Linked DNA regions of Mus musculus: region 1 is linked to region 2. Evidence: chromatin contacts called from public HiChIP or PLAC-seq data. All regions are on one chromosome and are shown on one strand. Each heading gives the region's core, a stretch centred on a gene start, on an enhancer-like site or on the middle of the called end of the contact. The rest is flanking DNA. Distances are from core to core; before and after follow the strand shown. Region 1 has its middle 42 kb from the start of Gm33309. Region 2 overlaps Gm33162 (a long non-coding RNA gene).

The links. HiChIP or PLAC-seq counts read pairs in DNA pulled down with a chosen protein or histone mark.
Region 1: a contact with region 2 is called in an H3K4me3 HiChIP or PLAC-seq map of stem cell-derived neural progenitor cells, with 13 read pairs. The contact joins two enhancer-like sites. A contact is called at or near these places in 2 of 484 Hi-C or Micro-C datasets (bone marrow-derived macrophages and embryonic fibroblasts), 3 of 115 datasets of contacts at active chromatin or transcription factors (bone marrow-derived dendritic cells, stem cell-derived neural progenitor cells and trophoblast stem cells) and 1 of 9 other capture datasets (embryonic stem cells).

The regions. Positions count from the first base shown.
Region 1 is chr3:101,777,126-101,782,153 of GRCm38.p6, forward strand. No RefSeq gene overlaps it. Among named protein-coding and RNA genes, the nearest start is that of Gm33309, 42 kb to the left of the region's middle. Within about 2 kb of position 2,391, at least 47 of the 459 cell types and tissues checked have an H3K27ac peak or open chromatin away from gene starts, as enhancers often do. A contact at or near this core is called in stem cell-derived neural progenitor cells, where this site is marked.
Region 2 is chr3:101,527,420-101,532,424 of GRCm38.p6, forward strand. All of the region lies in intron 1 of Gm33162 (a long non-coding RNA gene), which reads right to left. Among named protein-coding and RNA genes, the nearest start is that of Gm33162, 7.0 kb to the right of the region's middle. Within about 2 kb of position 1,337, at least 61 of the 459 cell types and tissues checked have an H3K27ac peak or open chromatin away from gene starts, as enhancers often do. A contact at or near this core is called in stem cell-derived neural progenitor cells, where this site is marked.

The DNA of each region.
Region 1 (5,028 bases), core at 1,141-3,640, 250 kb after region 2:
GTTTTACAGATGACTTAAAGGGTCTTTTTGGCATGTGTATTTTTAGCTGGCATGTGTGTTTTGAGCTGGCATGAATATGTTTGTGCCTATGGTAGTTCTTGAGGTTGTCAGCTGTTCTCAGCTTCTCTATTCTGGGCCAGTAAATCTTCTCTTTCATCCCTATGGTCCCACCAGCTCTGAGAATATGTAGGGCGTTCCCTCACTCTCTGACAGGCAGGCTTCTTCTATTTCTTTTCCACTAGACAATTTCTCATAGGCCTGTGTTCATGTGTGGCCCACATGCCCTTCATAACTAATGGGATGTGTTTTGATCCCTAGATTACTAAAATCACTTATTAGAAATGGCATTGAATGGGGATAAGGAGATGGCTCAGTGGTTGGAGGGTATGCGGCACAAGCACGAAGACCTGAGATCAAATCCCCAGCACTTACGGAAAAAGCCAGCCACGGCCGCTCACACATTTCTTTAGGTTATATGTAGGAATGTTTTACCTGCATATGCGTATGTGTGCCATGTGTGTCTGGTGCCCAGAGGGGTCAGAAGAGAATGTTCGATCCCCTGGCTGGAGTTCCAGAAGGTTGCATACAGCCACGTGGATGTTGGGAACCACAATTCTGCAAGAACGAATGAATGCTCTTAACTGTTTAGCCATCTCTCCAGCCTTTCTGACACATTCATAATCCCAGGACAGGATGGGTAGAGACAGGATTTCTGGGGCTCATTAGCCATCCAGTTTAACCAAAATATGGTGAGCTCCAAGTTCAATGAGAGAGCTTGTCTGAAGGGAATAAGGCAGAACACAACAGAGCAGGACACCCAAGCCCTCCTCTGACCTCTGCATATGAATGTGTGGAGCCCACGCATCCACAACCATGTATAAACAAATGCATGTGCATGTAATATAAATACACATACACATATGGAGGATCATAGAAGTTGATAGAGTTGTTTTGTTTTGTTGCTGTTATTTTAGGACAAGATCTCACTAGGTAGGTCTGAATGGATGACACTTACTGTGTAGATTAGGTTGGCCTCAAATTTACAAAGATCTCTCTCCCAAGTTCTGGGACTAAAGGCATATGCTATGAAACCTGGCGATTATTTTAAAATCCTCAGCAAAATGATCAGATGGGACTGAATTTCACAGGTAGCAAGAATCATCTCCCATTGTTTTGTTATCCTAAATAAGCAAAAAATATCTTGATGATCTCATGGATAGAATTGGTGGATTGCCAGGTTTTTTATTTACTTATTCTTTTTGTAATGGTTGGACTCAAACCTAGGGCTTTATGAGTGCTAAGCCAGGGCGCTACCACTGAACTTCCTCCTTAGCACTTGATTTTTGAAGATAGGGTCTTACTATGTACCCCAAGGCTAGCCTGAAACTCATTAGCCCCCTGCCTCAGCTTCCTGGATGCTGGGATTGCAGATGTGTATTAGTTCCTTATCCTGATGTAGCAATAAAATTCCTCACAAAAGGTGAGAGAGGAAGAGTTTATTTTGGTTTGCACTTTGAGGAAAGAGTCCTCCACAGAGAGGGAGCCATGGTAGCAGGAAAGCTGGGCAGTTGGTTCCCCTGAGTCAATAGTCTGGAAGCAGAGAGATGAAAGTTGGTGCTCCACCCACTTCTGCCTCCTTATTTGGTTCAGGACCTCAGCCCATGGAGTGCTGCCACCCACATTGGGGTGGATCTTCCCACCCCCAAATAATGTAGAAACTCCTCATTAGACATGCCCAGAGGTCTGTTTCCATGGTGATTCTAAATTCCATTAAAGGACAATCAAGATTAACATTACACAGGTGTGCATTCTAGACAGAGGGAGTATGCCGCCCGGGGAGGGGGGGGGGGGAGCAAGGGACGAGCAAGCATGACAGCCGGAGCAGGAAGGGGACAGCTCACATCCTGAGCCACAAGCAGGAAACAGAAAGCAAACCCGGAATGGCACAAAGCTTTAAAATCTCAAAGCCCTCCCCCAGTGACATACTTCCTCTTGCAAGGCCACACCTTCCGAAGCTACTCAAGCAGCACCACCAACTGGGGACCAAATGCTCAAATACTCATATGAGCCTACAGGGACCTATTTGTATTCAAACCACTACAGCTGGCTATTTTATTTTAACCCCCCTCATTTCACATTCGTCCTGAGTGAAGCACACTTTAAGCAATGCTATTATCAACCTTATCAGGATTCCTTCCCTGGTAGTCTAGAAGAATCCTACTTTCCCATGGCGAGGGAGGCGTGGCTAGGACTGTCATTCAATAGCCCAGTCCGCCTCCTGAGGGCTTTCACTGTGTTTTACAGGAAACCACGGAAAGTTATCCCATACAGACAGCTCTAACAGAACAACTTCCTTTTCCCTGGTCTCCTGGGATCTGAGTAGTTAGTGCGGGAAGACAATGACGGGGCTTGTGAACAGGAAAAGGAAGCCACCCGTCGTCTGTCTTCTCACAGTTTCGCTGGATTGGCTGGGTTGGCTGGGAGTGTAGTGAGGATCTTTGACTGACTCAAGCAGGGCAGTCCAGTGTCTTTTTTTTTTTTTTCCCAGGAGGACTTGCTGATTGCTAGTTTCATATCGCCACTGACATACAAGTAAGGCCTGTGTGGGAAAGAAAGCCCTAAGTAACAGGGAGACTCCCAGTGGTGTAGACCAACACACAGGAGCACTCCTTTGAGACCAGCAAATGAATACAGCATTCCCATCCTGCCGGCGTGCCCTGGAGGACTGGACAAGAAGGAGCATGAGGCATACTCACCAATGAGAGTATCTTAAGTAGCGGGAAGGGTCAGAATTGCAGTAAGTAAACAGAGTGATAGCAGTTACAGAACATTCGATTGTGTATAAAAGAGAAATATCACAATGCCTTTTAAAAAAGAGAGAGATTTCCACATTGTATACTGGGGTACATGGCAGGAAGCTAACACACCTCCAGAGATGCACCTCCTTCTCTTTCTTTTCCATCCATAGTGTGTTGGCTTTTCTCTCTATGTTATAAAAGGGCTACTGGGCATCCAGTTATTGTGCCCATATTCATAGCAGGAAAAGTGGGGAGGGCAAGAAGCAAGCTAGCCAGGTCTGGCCATTTCCCACAGAAATGCCTACGCTTCTGAGAGTCTGCTTTTGGTTTCTTCCTTTAACAAGACTTGGATCCTGTGGTTATCTCTGGATCAATTCCCTTGCAAAGTCTCTAGAGTTCATGGTTGTTTCAACCAGGCAGTTTAACCACCCTCTGTGCCTCCCCTTGTCATTAGAGGTCCCCAAGGGTAACTGAAGAGACTGGGATTCTGTTGAGGACAAGGGACAGACATCATCGGGTGGTGTCTGTTAACAAAAACTGTGTGTCAAAAAGACTCTAATAGCATTGACCACATTGTTGGCAAACTGAGAACTCAGAATGCTGTGTTCAAAAACTAAGAGTCTCAGACTACCAGTGGTTAAGTAATTGTGGGACCCTTCTGAGTTCATGGAGGAGGCATGAGGAATGTGAGGGGGGCAGAGAGAGGACCCCAGTGCTTCTTAGAGAAAAGAGTTAGAGGAAAGCTGACAAAATGGGGACATAGAAGACAGTGAGTGGGTGCCAAATGCATACTGTACTTTCTGTCTCTCTGCCCTGAGCAGTTTGGGTTGGAGCTTGGGGGGGTGTTGTGCACATAGGACAGATAGGAGAGGGAATGCAGATGGGTGCTGCATTCACCCAGGACCCCCACCCCACCCCGGGTGGACATAGTTTTTCAGAGGGAGGAGCCAGTTGGTTGCAGCCTCACTCTGCCAGACACTCACTGGACCCAGCCTCAAGGTGCCTTAAGCAGGTCACCTGCAATGCAAGCTCAGGACACATGTCCCAGGGGTCATCTGAGGAGCACTCACTCCAGAGGAAAGACCTCATTGTTCCCTTCAGCATGAATGCCACCCACCCCTGCCTAGCGTCTTCCCACCACCACTGTCCCCAGGCCTGCAATACTAATTTGGAGGGTGTCAGTTTTCAGAGATTGAGTCTGAATGGTGGGGTTCAGAAAGAGGAGGGAAGGAAGAGGCCCTTGGAGCAGGATTTGTTTATGCAAACCCATCCTGCCCCTTCCACCTTAGCCATCATCCCAGCAGCTGTGCCCTACAGTGATGAGCACAGGGCTTTGGTGACGTCACCCCCTCTGCTGCCAGGAGACATAAATTCCATTTCCCAGAAGATGCGGCAGACTGTAGCTTCTGGGCAAACAGTAACACTAGCGGTAAACATTGGCGGAGAGACCTTCAAATGGAAGAGCTGTGTAGACCTGGAGCAGCCAGGCTGCAAATCCCCTAATGGAGAAGGATCTCATGCTTCAGACAAGAAGACAGGACTCGCAGTGGCCAAAACAGTAATTTGAAGCCGTGCCCAAGCTATCAGCTCCTAAGCCTAATCATTAAACAAAAAAACATGCTTAACTGAGGGAGGACTATAGAAACCAGGTAGAGACCCCCTCCAGGAAAACAAACACACAAACAAACAACCCCACCAGGTCACTGGTCACTGCTCATTCATGGAGGAGTGACAGAAACGATGTCACTGGGGGGGGGGGGAGCAGTGGAAAGAAGAAGGAGGGGGAAGAGAGAGAAGCAAGGAGAGAGGGGGGAGAGGGAGAAAGAGAGAGAGGGAGAGGGAGAGGGGGGGAGAGGGAGAGGGAGAGAGAGAGAGAGAGAGTCAGTCATTGCCCTGGGGAAATCTAGGAGGTCACAATTTTAGTTACCCCTGAAGGAACTCACCAGACAGTCCACAGACTGTCCGAAATTTAGACAGCCAGGGTTCACCTGAACACACACACAAACGGGGCAGGTGGCAAACTTCAAGCTGTCTTCTAGATATAACTTGTGGGAAAAGGCCACCTGCAATGTTTTTAAATAATTGAAGTCCAGTTCACATGGTGTCTCTCTGAAGAGGCAGTCACTTCCAACCTACCAGAGGAGGGAGGCAGAGGCTGCCTTCATCTTGCACACTGTGGGACACTTAACAAAGGAGAGGCTGGCATCTGGGGACAGACTCCAGCTGTGCC
Region 2 (5,005 bases), core at 87-2,586:
TCACCATCACGTGTAGAGAGAATCTCTTAATGTTATGTGATAAGTGTTATGAGCATTGTACACACCCGACTTTACCCCAAAGAATGCTCTGTGCTAGACTGCTTTCCCTTAACGTGAAGAAGGTACTAGATCATGCAATATAATTCAGAAATAGCTTAGCACGGTGGTACACACCTAGTATCCCAGTACTTGGAAGGCTGAGACAGGAAGATTTCGAATTCTAGGGCAAGCTGAGATGTATAATAAGACCCTGTCAAAAGAAAGAGAGAGAGAGAGAGAGAGAGAGAGAGAGAGAGAGAGAGAAAGAAAGAAAGAAAGAAAGAAAGAAAGAAAGGAAGGAAGGAAGGAAGGAAGGGGGAGGGGAGGGGAGGGAAGGGGAGGGGAGGGAAGGGAAGCAAGAAGCAGAACTATAATTCTGTTCAGCCTTTGAAAATGAACAGCCTTGTGTCACACAATTAAGGGTCCCTGAAAAAAAAAAAAAACCAAAACAAATGCAGATATGAAGGAAGCTCAACTTTATTCCCACACCATGATAAGAAAAAGAAGGGCCTGGTAGAGATGCAGGCTTTGTGATTAGGGCATGCATGTCACTGGGTTTGGCCTGAGACCATGAATAATGGGACCACTCTAGACTGTGCCATTTACTCTAAAACTGGAGCAAGTCACATTACTGGAGACCTCAGGCTTGAGACTCCAATGATAGACAAGGGCCCTGAAGCTTGGTAGTAAGCCGGAAGAACTGTTTTTGGAAAGTATAAAACTACTTAAGCAACAACTGTCCTCAGTCCCTAATTACACCCTTGCTGAGGAGGTCTGGAAGGGCTCTAGGGGCCTCTGGGCTTGGAACCAGCTCCACTTAGGTAAGTGCCCTGTGCAAACAAGTCTCTAGGGGCCACAGACATGTAAACAGCTCTCCAGCTGACACTCAGACCCAAGCTAGGGAATAAAACAAGTGCCTGCAGATCCCAGAGTCAGAAGCCAGCCCGGCCTTGTGCCAGGGGAAGGGATCCCAGGAAGTTTGCTGATTCACAGGGGAACAAACCTCGAGAAAGGAGAGAGGCCAGTGGGGAGAATGGGTGTGGGAGCAGCCAGTGGGGACTTCCTGGGGTAAGGGCTGGGATGGCCTCCCTGAAGAAGAGTGTTGCTTACAGAGCAGAGAGTGAAATGGAAGAATAAAGAGGCAGACACCCCCCCCCCCCCCCGTGCAGTGTGCTCGGGGAGGGGGGGTGGGGGGGTAGGGGGAGCCAAGGCAGCAGCTCAGTCTCCCTAAGGAGAGGGCATTGGGCATTGTAAGAGGCAGGGGATGAACACACGCATGCCCCTTTGTGCTCCTCTACAATTACAGCTGGCTGAGGCTGGCGAGGATCACTGAGTATCCGTGATTTAAGACCTTTGCCCCGTACCATAAAAATGGCTAAGTGGCAAATGTTATGTTCTATGTATTTTTACCACAAACAAACCATGGGAGTGGTTAAAAGGTCTAGGTCAGATTGCCCCAATAATAGGGTATCCGTTTAAAGGATTGATTTATTTTTGTTTAGAAATATGTCTGTGTGCCAGTTCCTGCCTGTACACAACATGTATGTGCACTGCATTCATGCTTGGTTCCCGTGGAGGTCAGAAGACAGGTTGGATCCCCCGGAACTGGAGTTATAGACAGTTAGATATAAGCCACCATGTGGGTACTGCAAATTGAATCTGGGTCCTCTGCAAGAGCAGGCAGTGCTCTAAACTACTAAACCATCTCTCTAGCCTCTAGAGTATTTTTTTAATCCATTAAAAAAAATAAAATAAAATAAAAACAAATTGAAAGTAAAGTCTTACTAGAAGTCTCCCTAGCCCATGAATTTGAGGATGAATGAGGTGCTTTGGTTGTTTTTGATTCGGGATTGTTTGCTGTTTGCCCTTTGTTTCCTTGGCAGCGCTGGGGATTGACTCCAGGGAATTGTGCTGCAGAGGCAGGCACTCCACCGCTGAGCTGCTGCCCAAACCCGGAATTTCAGGATTAGGTTTTTAACACATGGGCTTTGGGGGCACATAGCCAGCCCGGAGCACTTTCTAAGTGCAGCCTCCTTGCTTCTTGCATGGGCTTGGCAGCCCTCATGGCTCACTTTTATCTTCTGTCCTCACAGTTTATGCCCTTATGGGGAAACAACAACCAACAGGGCTCTCCTGGGTCAGCTGAGAAAACCCGCTGTCAATGCTGCCATGACTGGGACGATGAGACCCGTCTAAAGAGTCCACGGGTTCCACCCACCTCCTTGTCTTGTTTTCTAAAGGGAGTATTTATTAGTTTTCTTTAAAAATTTTTTTTCCAGTGATCTGTTGTTTTATGCAAAACTGGATATCCTGGGGTTGACCATAAAGGGAGTTTCTAAACTACAAAACCCATTTTCTACTGACTTCATCATGACCGCAGCTATGTTCCTGCAAGAAAAGAAAAATCTCCAGTAATCACAGATGAGGCTCTGTACCACAAGAGGAGGCTAAGCAGAGGCAAATGGGATCACCTGCAGTTCTGGCAAGATTCTACCTGCCTAGAATCAAATGACAGGCAGGGAGAGAGCAAAAAATTGCAAAGGGCACAGGGTTAGGACCCAGCTCTGTGGCATGCAAGCCTTAGTATAATGCTGGGTAAACTAGTTGACCTCTGACCTTTAGTTTCCCTGCCCACAAGGAGATACTAATCATGCCTGTTTGGAAGGGATACTGTTGAGGCTTCTGTGTGACTTTGTTGTAAAGTGTTTGGCGCATAGTAGGTCCTTCTGATGGTGACGACTACTATGACCTACTGGCTCTCTTCTGTTTGCAGAGAAGAATTGAAGAGCCTGCTGTGTGGCCTTTGTTCCCTGTGGGCCCTCTCCATTACCTGTAACGGCTCTCGGGCCTGCAGAACACAGCCAGAGACTGACAATTCTGTGCTTTGTGACTTTGCCAGTAACCCTCCCAATCAGCTCTGCCCCACCCTGTGCCATTAAAAAAAAAACCCAAAAATCCCAAAGGCTTGAATTTCCATCTAACCCACCTTCATACCAGAGACACCGCAGGAGAGCATTCTGGTCTTGGAGACCTGGACTCACTTATCCCAGGCTTGCCACCAAGTCTCCACATATGATCTGGAACTCCTGATCTTTCTGGTCTCACCTTGCTGGGTACTGATTCTAGGTGTGTGCCCATATACAGTGCCGGGGATCAAACCTACAGTCTTGGGCACACTGGGCCAGCACTCCCCCCAACTGAACCCCATACCCAGCCCTGAGGATTCTCTTCTGCTAATCACTTCTCCACTCCTGGGTTATGGGGGTTCCTTATCCATCTTGAATTCAAAGTCACTGTTTAGCAACAAAGACCACAACATGCCCAGTTATACTTGAATTTCAGATAAAAAGACAACATTTTGATACGTATTCCCTATGTAATATTTGGAGTGTAATACATTCAACAGAAGCTCATCTGTGGTACTTGTCGGCATTCTTCCTGGAACCCACAGGCATTCTCTGTTCCATCGGAGATGTGGCTGGGCATACCAGGTGCAGCTTGCTTTTTCCTCTCACAAAGCTTTCTTCTCCGCATTTGGTACCCAAGCACTGTCCAGCTCAGAAGCAGCGAGTATTCACTGGGTGGGTTTCAAACAGCCGCGTGTGCGTTTTCTTTAAAAACTGAAAATCTGTGCATTTATTTCTGCTGAGGTCTGTAAAGATTTCATTCGCCGAGCCTGTTCAATCAGACCTCCCAGTTCCATCCTGTTGCAGCTGGCGAGTGTTTGAAGCGTTCTGCTTTTAAAGCACATATTTATTTAACTTAATTGGCTGCTAGCCTATCACTTGGAGATACTTTGTCACTCGATGAGAGTGACAAAGGAACATTCATACAGAACTAGCCCACTGGTCACCTCTGGCATTTAGAGGCTCCTTGGCCTATTGTCCTTCTTAATATTACCAATGTCGATTTTTTTAAATGACACCCCCTCCCCAGCACCAAAAGATGCTAATCTGATGAGTCGCCAATTTTAGTGGGGGAGAAAAACAGCAGAAACACTGGAGATGGAAAGAAGGGGTACTAGAGGGCAGGGGATTAAGGCAGTCTTCAGTCAAGTTGAACTTGAACACACTGACAGTGGAGCAGCTGTACAAGTTGCCCTGGGGAGGAAGGAGGCTGGGGAGAAAAGCTGGGCTGACTCCTTGCTTGTGCAGGGGGAGGTGGGGAGGAGGCCGTCCCAGGAAGGATTAGAACAGTTCTTTCCATCAGGAGACCTTTGCAGTGTCTGGAGCACCCATTCGCTTGCTTGCTCCCCAGGAAAAACAAAGATGGAACCACACCAGTGGCTTCCTGCCACCTGCCAAGATCCCTGCTGGGCCCAGTATTTTACATTAGAGCCTGCATCATGGTCAGTCAGGGCATCCTGGATCCTAACTCTGCTAATTATTAGCTGGAAAAGCTACTTTGTCGCTCTGTGGCTCAGCTTTCTCCTGTATAAAATACAGACATGTCTAGCGTCTGCCTCACGCATATGGGTAGATGTGGCAGGAGCTGCTAGGACGGAAAGATCTTGTGTTTGTCAAGTGCTTAGAGCAGAGCCTGCATGTAGTCCCTAGATTTCAGGTGTGCGTCTTCTGTATATATGTATAAAATAAATATGTATTTATCACCTATGGATGCATGCGTGCATGAGTCTGTGAATGCATGTGGTCAGCTGGTTTAGTCACAGCTGTGGAGGTGTGAGCTCTTTTGTAAAGCTACCTTTAATGAGAACTCGGGAAGGGCCTAGTGGATGTCTTATGAATTCTTAGCAGTTTTGTCTTGATTTCTGTCCTTTCTCAAACAGGCATCAGCCATGAACTTGTTGGTTTGGGACTCAGAAGCCAAGTTAGCTCCTCAGTAAGTAAGGGACCATGACACCCGCAGAGCGATTGGCCAAAGTTTACATACTGTGGACATCCAGCTGTTCCTGAGCCAGCGGGCAAGCAGGCAAAAGGAGAAGACAGATCCGTGGATCTGTTTCCCG